Regions from separate parts of the Pan troglodytes genome. Here region 2 is linked to region 1. A link is a contact called in public HiChIP or PLAC-seq data. All regions are on one chromosome and are shown on one strand. The core of a region is the stretch at or near the end of the contact, and the rest is flanking DNA. Distances in the headings are between cores, read along the strand shown.

The links. HiChIP or PLAC-seq counts read pairs in DNA pulled down with a chosen protein or histone mark.
Region 2: an H3K4me3 HiChIP or PLAC-seq map of stem cell-derived excitatory neurons shows a contact between it and region 1, with 2.5 times the contacts expected there. The contact joins the promoter of KMT5B here to the promoter of NDUFS8 in region 1. A contact is called at or near these places in 1 of 7 Hi-C or Micro-C datasets (stem cell-derived neural progenitor cells) and 1 of 1 datasets of contacts at active chromatin or transcription factors (stem cell-derived excitatory neurons).

What each region holds. Positions count from the first base shown.
Region 1 is chr9:70,071,717-70,075,486 of NHGRI_mPanTro3-v2.0_pri, reverse strand. It overlaps NDUFS8 (NADH:ubiquinone oxidoreductase core subunit S8), which reads right to left and starts at 1,995. Exons shown (of 6, transcript NM_001071780.1): 1 at 1,938-1,995; 2 at 1,811-1,861; 3 at 1,135-1,224; 4 at 864-1,036. The coding sequence starts at 1,995.
Region 2 is chr9:70,254,733-70,258,502 of NHGRI_mPanTro3-v2.0_pri, reverse strand. KMT5B (lysine methyltransferase 5B) reads left to right here and starts at 2,134. Exons shown (of 11, transcript XM_009423578.5): 1 at 2,134-2,317.

The sequences.
Region 1 (3,770 bases), core at 746-3,245:
CTTTAGTGCTTATAAAGATGGAGACAATAACCTCTACCTCCTCGAGGGGTTGTGGAGATTACAGGAGAGGCTGTGAGTCACACACGTGGCACAGCACCGGGTCTGTCTGTGGATAGCACTCACTGTCTGGAAGCCAAGGTTGTGACCATCGTGACTGCTGTTTGGGGACACTCCTATGCACTCTCAGTCCGTGGCTGGAGCAGAGACATCAGGGCCGCAGCTCATGGTCTGGAGGACCTGGGAGTGCTCCAGAGGACAAACTAGGATCTGGACAGGAGCCACCCGAGTCACAGAACACTGGGAGGGGTTGCTGTGCGCACAGAAAGTAGCGACGGCGGCTGCCGGGGCTCCTGCCAGGCACACACAGGGGTCTGACCAGAGCTCTGACCGAGTCATATTGTTCCCGTGCTGGCAGGCCTGGCCCCCACGGGTAAGCACAAGACCCACTAAGAGAACGGAAAGCCGGGCCTCAGGGGAGCAGCCACTGGGGAAGGGAAGCTGCAACAGGCACACAAGCAGGACTCCAGAAACGGTGGCTACATCCAGGGAGGCGTGGATGGCCTCAGGTGCCACCCCATGGCTCAGATGCCCAGGGGTCACACCCTTGGCCAGACCCCAAGGGGGAACCTCTGTGTGTCAGGCGCCTGCCCAGGGCTGGAAGCTTCACTCTGCCAACTCACTGACTCTGTGCTCTGGTAGCAAGCCCTCATCATTCCCATTCACGAGGGAAGTGGCTCAGAGGGGGAAAGGGACTTCCTGGGGACGCACATCAAGCAGGGGCTAGGGTTTGGGCCTAGGGCTGCCTGGCCTCCCTCTCCCAGTGGCAGGGGCTGGCGTGGTGGCCGGTTGGGGCAGGGGCTCACCTGGGCGGGGCAGATGGCCTCACAGAGCTTGCAGGCAATGCAACGCTCCTCCCCGGATGGGTACCGGCGCAGCGCATGCTCCCCACGGAAGCGAGGGCTCAGCGGGCCCTTCTCGAACGGGTAGTTGATGGTGGCCGGTTCCCGGAACAGGTAGCTCAGGGTCATGCCCAGGCCTGTGGGCAGCACAGGTGTGGTGGGCAGGGGCACCCTCCTCCCCCATGCATCCGTGCCCACCCGGCACCTGCCCTGTCCCCTCCTGCCCAGGACGCACCTCGGAAGAGCTCAGTCCACAGCAGGGTGCGGGCTGCCCGGTCAGTCACTGACTTCATGTCCATCTCGGGATCCTGCATGTTCACATACTCTGCAGAGAGGCGGGCAGGGAGGCCATGGCAAGAGGCCTCACACACTGTCTCCCTGGAGCCTCAGGGAGAGCAGCCTGGCCCTCACTTCCAGGTGCAACTGCTGGGCTACAAAGGGGCTGTACACTCACCACACCTCTCCCTAGCCTCAGCAAGGACCCTGGAGGCCGCCTCTGGCCCGAGCCCGTCCGTGCCTACCTCTCCCTGTGCTTGGGTGGCCGTTGGAGCTCAGACGCACTTCCCTGCCCAACAGGGCTTGAAAGAGGAATCAAGGGGGGTAGGTGGGGGGCTTGAGCCTTTGCCTTCACCAGGGACTGGCAATAGGCACAGGTACCCATGGCTCACACCTGGCAACCCCCTCCCCATCACACCCAGGGAGCTCTGAGATCACACATGCTAACCTCGGCAATGATGGACCCTGCCCCTGTGAATCAGAGTCAGTCTCCATCACCATAATCATTTTAAGAGTGGAAACAGGCTCAGAGAATAACGCCCCTGACAAAGCCAGGACTGGAACTCAGGTCTCTTCCCCTACTCCAGCAGGACCAGTCAGGAACACCTGAGGCTAGAGGCCACCCAGGTACTCACTGTAGGTGGCTGCCACTGCACTGCTGTGGAGGCTCCGGCCACCAGGAGGTCCTGCAAAAAGAAGGGCGTGACCTCATACCAGGAGACTGGACTCCCCTACCCCCAGCAAAGGCTTCTTTGGTCCTACCTGCACGTGCAGCCTGGGCCAGGGCCCGCAGCAGCATAGGCGTGGTCAGGCAGCGCATCTGGTGGCATAAAAAGGGATGGAGGGTGGGGTGTGCCCAAGAACCATCCTCTTCTGAGACTGGCACCGCAAGGATCCCAAGTCTCCACTGACATGTGTCACTTTGCCCTCTACTCGCACCCCATTGCTGTCAGAGGCACAGATGGCTTTCCTGTTCCCAGCGCCTCCCAGCTTTCCATCTGATTCAGCTTGGCTGAGCTACAATTCAGTTTCTGTGGACCCCAAGTTCTGCCTCACCTAAGAAACCTTTTAAATCCATCCTTCCTTTCTCCCTCCCAGAGATCCTGTTTCCCACCTTTCTGCTCCTCCCTTCATCCTCCCCAAATCTGACCAAAAACAACATTACCAGCCCCCGCCAGCATGCACTGAGAGCGAACTTTGTTAGCTCTCCTCCCCCAGGAACCGTGCCCAGGGGTGGAAAGCGCTGCCATCCTATCCTTACAAGGACTCCACGAGGGAGGCACAAATAAGGCGCTGGGACTCAGTTTGTTGAGTGACTCGCTAGGGCTGGGTGTGGTGGCTCACGCCTGTAATCCCAGCACTTTGGGAGGCTGAGGCAGGTGGATCACCTGAGGTCAGGAGTTTGAGACCAGCCTGGCTAACATGGTGGAACCCCGTCCCTACCAAAAAATACAGAAATTAGCCAGGTGTGGTGGTGGGCACTTATAATCCCAGCTACTCGGGAGGTTGAGGTAGGAGAATCGCTTGAACCCAGGAGGCAGAAGTTGCAGTGAGCCCAGACTGCACCACTGCCCTCCAACCTGGACGACAGAGTGAGACCTTGTCTCAAAAAAAAGATTAAAAAGTGACTTGTCGGAAGTCACACGATAAGGAGGTGGGCGGAGGATCGGAACCCAGCCCTGCCCTGCTGGAAACCCTTCAAGGCCTGAACAGTCCTCGGTACCACATTCCTTTCCCCAGCTTCAAGGCCCTCCTGGAACTGTCCCCCAGCCTGCCGCGTGACCTTGGGCAGATGATGTGACCTGACCTCCGTCTTCTCACCTATGAAGTGGGTTGGGGGCGGTTGGTCTTGGGAATTAGGGGAGCCCGTACATGCCAAAGGCACCCCAGAGCCCAGAGCCCGGCACTTAGCCGGCGCTCATAAGTGCTCATCCCACGACCTGTGAACCCCCTAACAGGCTCACTCCTTTGGATCACTGACTGCAGTTCCAGGGACCCAACCCAGCACCTTCCCCACCTTCCCAGTGATCTCCGACCCTAACTAGGCCGGTGGCGCAGAGCGGGCGGCGCATGCGCCCTGAGAGCCGGCTCCCCTTTGCACCTGAAGGACACGGAGGCCGCGGGTCCTGAGTGAGCCGAGGGGAAGCCCAGGCGCAGAGCTGGCGGCGCCTACGGGGACACCACACTCTCCCCCGACGCCACGCTGCCCAAGCCCGACTTTCACGGCCAAAACGTGAACACCCACCTTGAAGCGCCGCCGCTACTTGCCTTGCCAAGCAGGCCAGTCAATCGGGAGGCGGAGGCTACACTGTAGGACGCTGCCATTGGGCCAGCGGGTTCCCCCTTTTTGGTATTGATGCTCCATGGTGTGGTCTGATTGGCCAGCAAGGCGGCTGAAAGAGGCGGGATTCAGAAATATCTTTCTTTTGATTGGCTAGGAGAAACCGGCGCTTGAAATTTGTAGGGGGCCGCCATGTTGGTTTGGGGAGGCCAATAAGTGAAGACTTCCGAGCCGCTGGAGTCGGGACATCCGGGGCGTGGTTTAGAAAGAGTTTGCTTTCGCCGTGGGTGCAGAGGGTGGGCCCGCCGGGGCTG
Region 2 (3,770 bases), core at 885-3,384, 180 kb before region 1:
ATTTGGCGTTCACCCTGAAGGGCACATGGAGAGCACCTCTATGCTGGGGTGGGCTCTGGAAAGCTGGGAGTGGGCAGGACATCGGCTTTGGGGGCTCTGGAGGGCTGCTCAGGCATAGCTGGACTTGGGACCTGAGACCAAGGTCGACTTAGAGGCAGATGGTATTCCCCTAGTGAGCTCGCCTCCCATAGGCATTCGGTGGTGGTGGGTGGCAAAGGCAGGCTCAGTGTTTCTGGGGTGCAAGTTGAGTATTTGGAGCCAGGCACTATGAAAACCTTGGAAAGTTTCTGATAAACCAGAAACCAAGAACACCAAAGCAATCATTTGTTAGTTGCGTCTGCAAAGACGAACGTGGCAGAGTGGATTCTGCTGCCACAGATGACGCTGCTTTTAGTGAAAGGGCAGACAGGAGAAGTGCTTGGGCTGTGCCCACCGCCCACACCCGAATCGGCCTCCAAAAGGAGGAAGCTGCTGATAGGGCAGGTGAGGGCAGTGGGAGGAGCTCTGTTTTGAAGATGAGACCCGCTTCTGCCTCCGTCAGCCATGTGCCCTCAGCGAGTCACCGTGCCTCAGTTTCCCTCTGTGGAAGGCGGTAATGAGCATCATGTCTACCAGCCAAAGTCAAGGTCGAGAATGAGGGCAAATGAGGGAGGCGCTGTGCGTCAGTGTTAGTTGGACTTAGTCCAGTTCTTGTGATGGGTGGTCGTCCACGGCCTCGATTCATCATCCTTTGTGGAGGATGATGGCCCTGGAGCCGCAGGGGAAAACTAAGGCAGGCTGCGGCTCTTCCTGGCATCTGACTGAGCTGCCTGCCCTGCCCGCCTCCTCTCTGTGGCAAGGGCAGCCTCTCTCCCCTCCCAGGGCCTTGACACTGGCTGGTCCCACTACCCGCCCATATCCTAGGCACCCCCTTTCCCCAACACGCTTCAATTCACACTCCAGGTCTGCGCTTCCTTGGGCACCTGCCGGCACCAAGTTCCAGGCATCTGCACGCCTATGCCAACCTCAACTTCTTGGAGGTCCTCCGCACCCGCTTCCTGATTTATTCTGCATTTTTCACCCGAATGCTGAATGAGGGCTCTGGCTCAAGCCCTGACTAGTTGTCATAGAGGTCACGGAACTCCCTGTGCCTCAGTTTCCCTAGGTGTAAAGTGGGACCCACATGGCCCCCACCTCCGGGGGTCGTCCTGACGCGTGAGAGGGAGGATGCGCGGAGGCCCTGGGCAGCCCCGCAGGGGCCGGGAGCGCGCTCATCGTTCTGTTGTCTGGACTACAAGATCGATGCCCAGGCAAGCTTCGCAGCTCCCCGGCTCGCAGGCGGCCCGGTCCCTCAGGATCTCCCCGCCAGCCCGGGATCCCCGAGGAGGGACCGCACGGCCAGCGCGCAGGGCACACCCGGAGTGGAGCGGAGCACGGCGCGGGGCACATAGTGGGTGCTGGGGGCGGCGGGGCCCGCGGGGGGCCAGGCCAAGGCGCGCCCGCTCTCCTCCTCCCTCGCATGCTCCGCGCAGGAACGCTCAGCCTACCCACACGGTCTTAGGGTGCATCTGCTGCCAGTGACCCCCATTCCCACAACAAAAACGCTCGTCTGCCCGGGGCCACCTCCCTCGGAGCAACTGGGACGCGCGGCGGGAGGGGGGGGGTCCCCTTCCCCAGGGCTGCAGCCCGAGAGGCTGGCTCTAGAGCCGTCCCTGGTAGGGGCAGGTGTGCAAAGACCCAAGGCCCGGGACAGCCGCCGCGGTCCCGCGGGGACCGGGACCGGAATGCGGTCGCGTAAGGGCTGCAGGGGACCCTAAGGTGGCGCCCGCGGGGCGCGGGCGACGCCGCCTCAGCCGCGATTTAAAGGGCAGGGAGGGCGGAGGGATCCCAGCCGCCTACCGGCCGGCCGCGAATCCCTCCGCCACGAGGGGAGGCGACGGCTCGCTCCGAATCGCCCTTTGTCCCTCCGCCGTCGGGAGCGCCCGGCACAGAATTCGCTCCCCGCGCGTGCCCGCGTCCCGCACAGAGCCCCCGTGGAAGCGCCGCGGCGGCTGGGCCGGGCGGGAGGCGCGCGCACACTGTGGCGGCTGCGCCGCACGGTGTCCCTCCGCCGTCGAGGCCGCGGCCTTCTTTTCGTATCCTTCCACCGTGCCCGGGCGGGGTCCAGGCGGCTCACCGGGGGCGGCGACGCGGCGGCGGTGCGGGCGGCAGGGCTGCGGGGCGATGAGGTGAGGACGCCCGGGAACCGGAGGCGGCACCGCGCGGCGCACGGACCTGGGACGCGGAGTCCTGAAGCCGGCGGACGGTTTTCGTACGGGTGGCCGTGCGCGAGGCGGAGGTGAGGCCCCGGGTGGCGGGGCGCGGGGGCGGGCGCCGGGGGCGCGGCGAGCCGAGGCCGGGGGCGCGGGGGGCGCGACGGCGGTGGCGGCGGCCGGTTGGGGGCGGGGGGCTCGGACGCTGCGGGGACTCATTTTTCCCGTCAGCGGAGGGAGCGAGCGGTGCTGCGGCCCGCGCCGCCATCTTGGATTTTACTCTCCATTTTTCTCTGGAATTATTTTTGGTGATTAATTTTCTGGGGGGGACTGGGACGCGGGGCCCGGCGGCGCGGACCCGCATCGCAGCGGCCGGGCAGCGGGGCCTGGGACGCGCCCCGAGGAGGAGCGGGGCGGCGCAGGCGGTGAGTCGGGGGAGGGGCGGGCGCCGGCGAGGGTGTGCGGGGGGCGGCCTCGGTGACGGGGCGGGCGGGGACGTGGGGGACCGCGGGCCCAGGCCGGTCGCAGGGCTCTGGGGCCAGGGCGGGTGGGGCCGGGGCCGGGCGCAAGCGGCCGGGCGCGGGGGGCGGGGCTGCGGCCGGGCCGGTGCGGGGCCGGCGCGGGGCCTGCAGTGGTGGCCGCGGCCGGAAGGGAGCGGTAGCGGCCGCCGGGCAGCGTCGGGGCCGGGCCCGCGGCCGCACGAGGGGAGCAGCCCCGCCGCTCGCGATTGGGGGACTCTGTTTTCCCTTTTCTCCAATGGGCAGCCGTGAACCGTCTCGCCCAATCTGCTCCCACTGCCGCGCTGAACTTTTTGTTTTTGTTTTGGCCCGAGCGCATTTCGGAGCCCTCCCGAGCTCGTCCTGCAGCCCACCCTCCTCCCCGACGGCGCCCCTGGCCGTGGCCCGGCGACCCCGCGGCCGCTGCCTCTCCTTTGTGCTTTATCCGCTCTCCCTGCGTCCCCTGGTGTCTGTCTGTCCTTCCACGTATCCGCGGATGATGTGCACCGTTGTCACCTCCGCCTTGGAAGGAGGAACAATGACAACTCGATGCAACTTGCTGGATTAAGATAGAAACAAGTTGGGTGCTGAGAAATTCAGTCTGTTTGGGTTTATTGGACCCGGGTCTGAAACAGTAACTTAACGATTTATTAAGTGGTGGAACTTTCGGAATACTGGGGAGGTGAACATGTGTTCTTTCAAGTTAATTTTTAAGAATTTGCCAAATGAAATTTACCTGGAGTGGGGGGAGTTTTCCTTAGAATAGAGGGCAGGTGAATTAATTTGATTGATTGTGGTTCTTTGTGATGTGGCCCTTTTTCGATTTAAACCAGTTTGATATAAAGTGTAGTTGAGGATGGCCATATAGGTCTGAACTTTGCTGTGTAGGATCTTTAGAGGATGCAGTTGCCAGCTATAACTTTTTTCCTTTAGTCTTTAATATTGAGAACACGCCTATAATATTGATAATTAGTAGTAAAAAGAAGTATTTTCAAAAGAGGAGGAAACCATTTTTACCTGAAATAATTACAGATAATGTGTG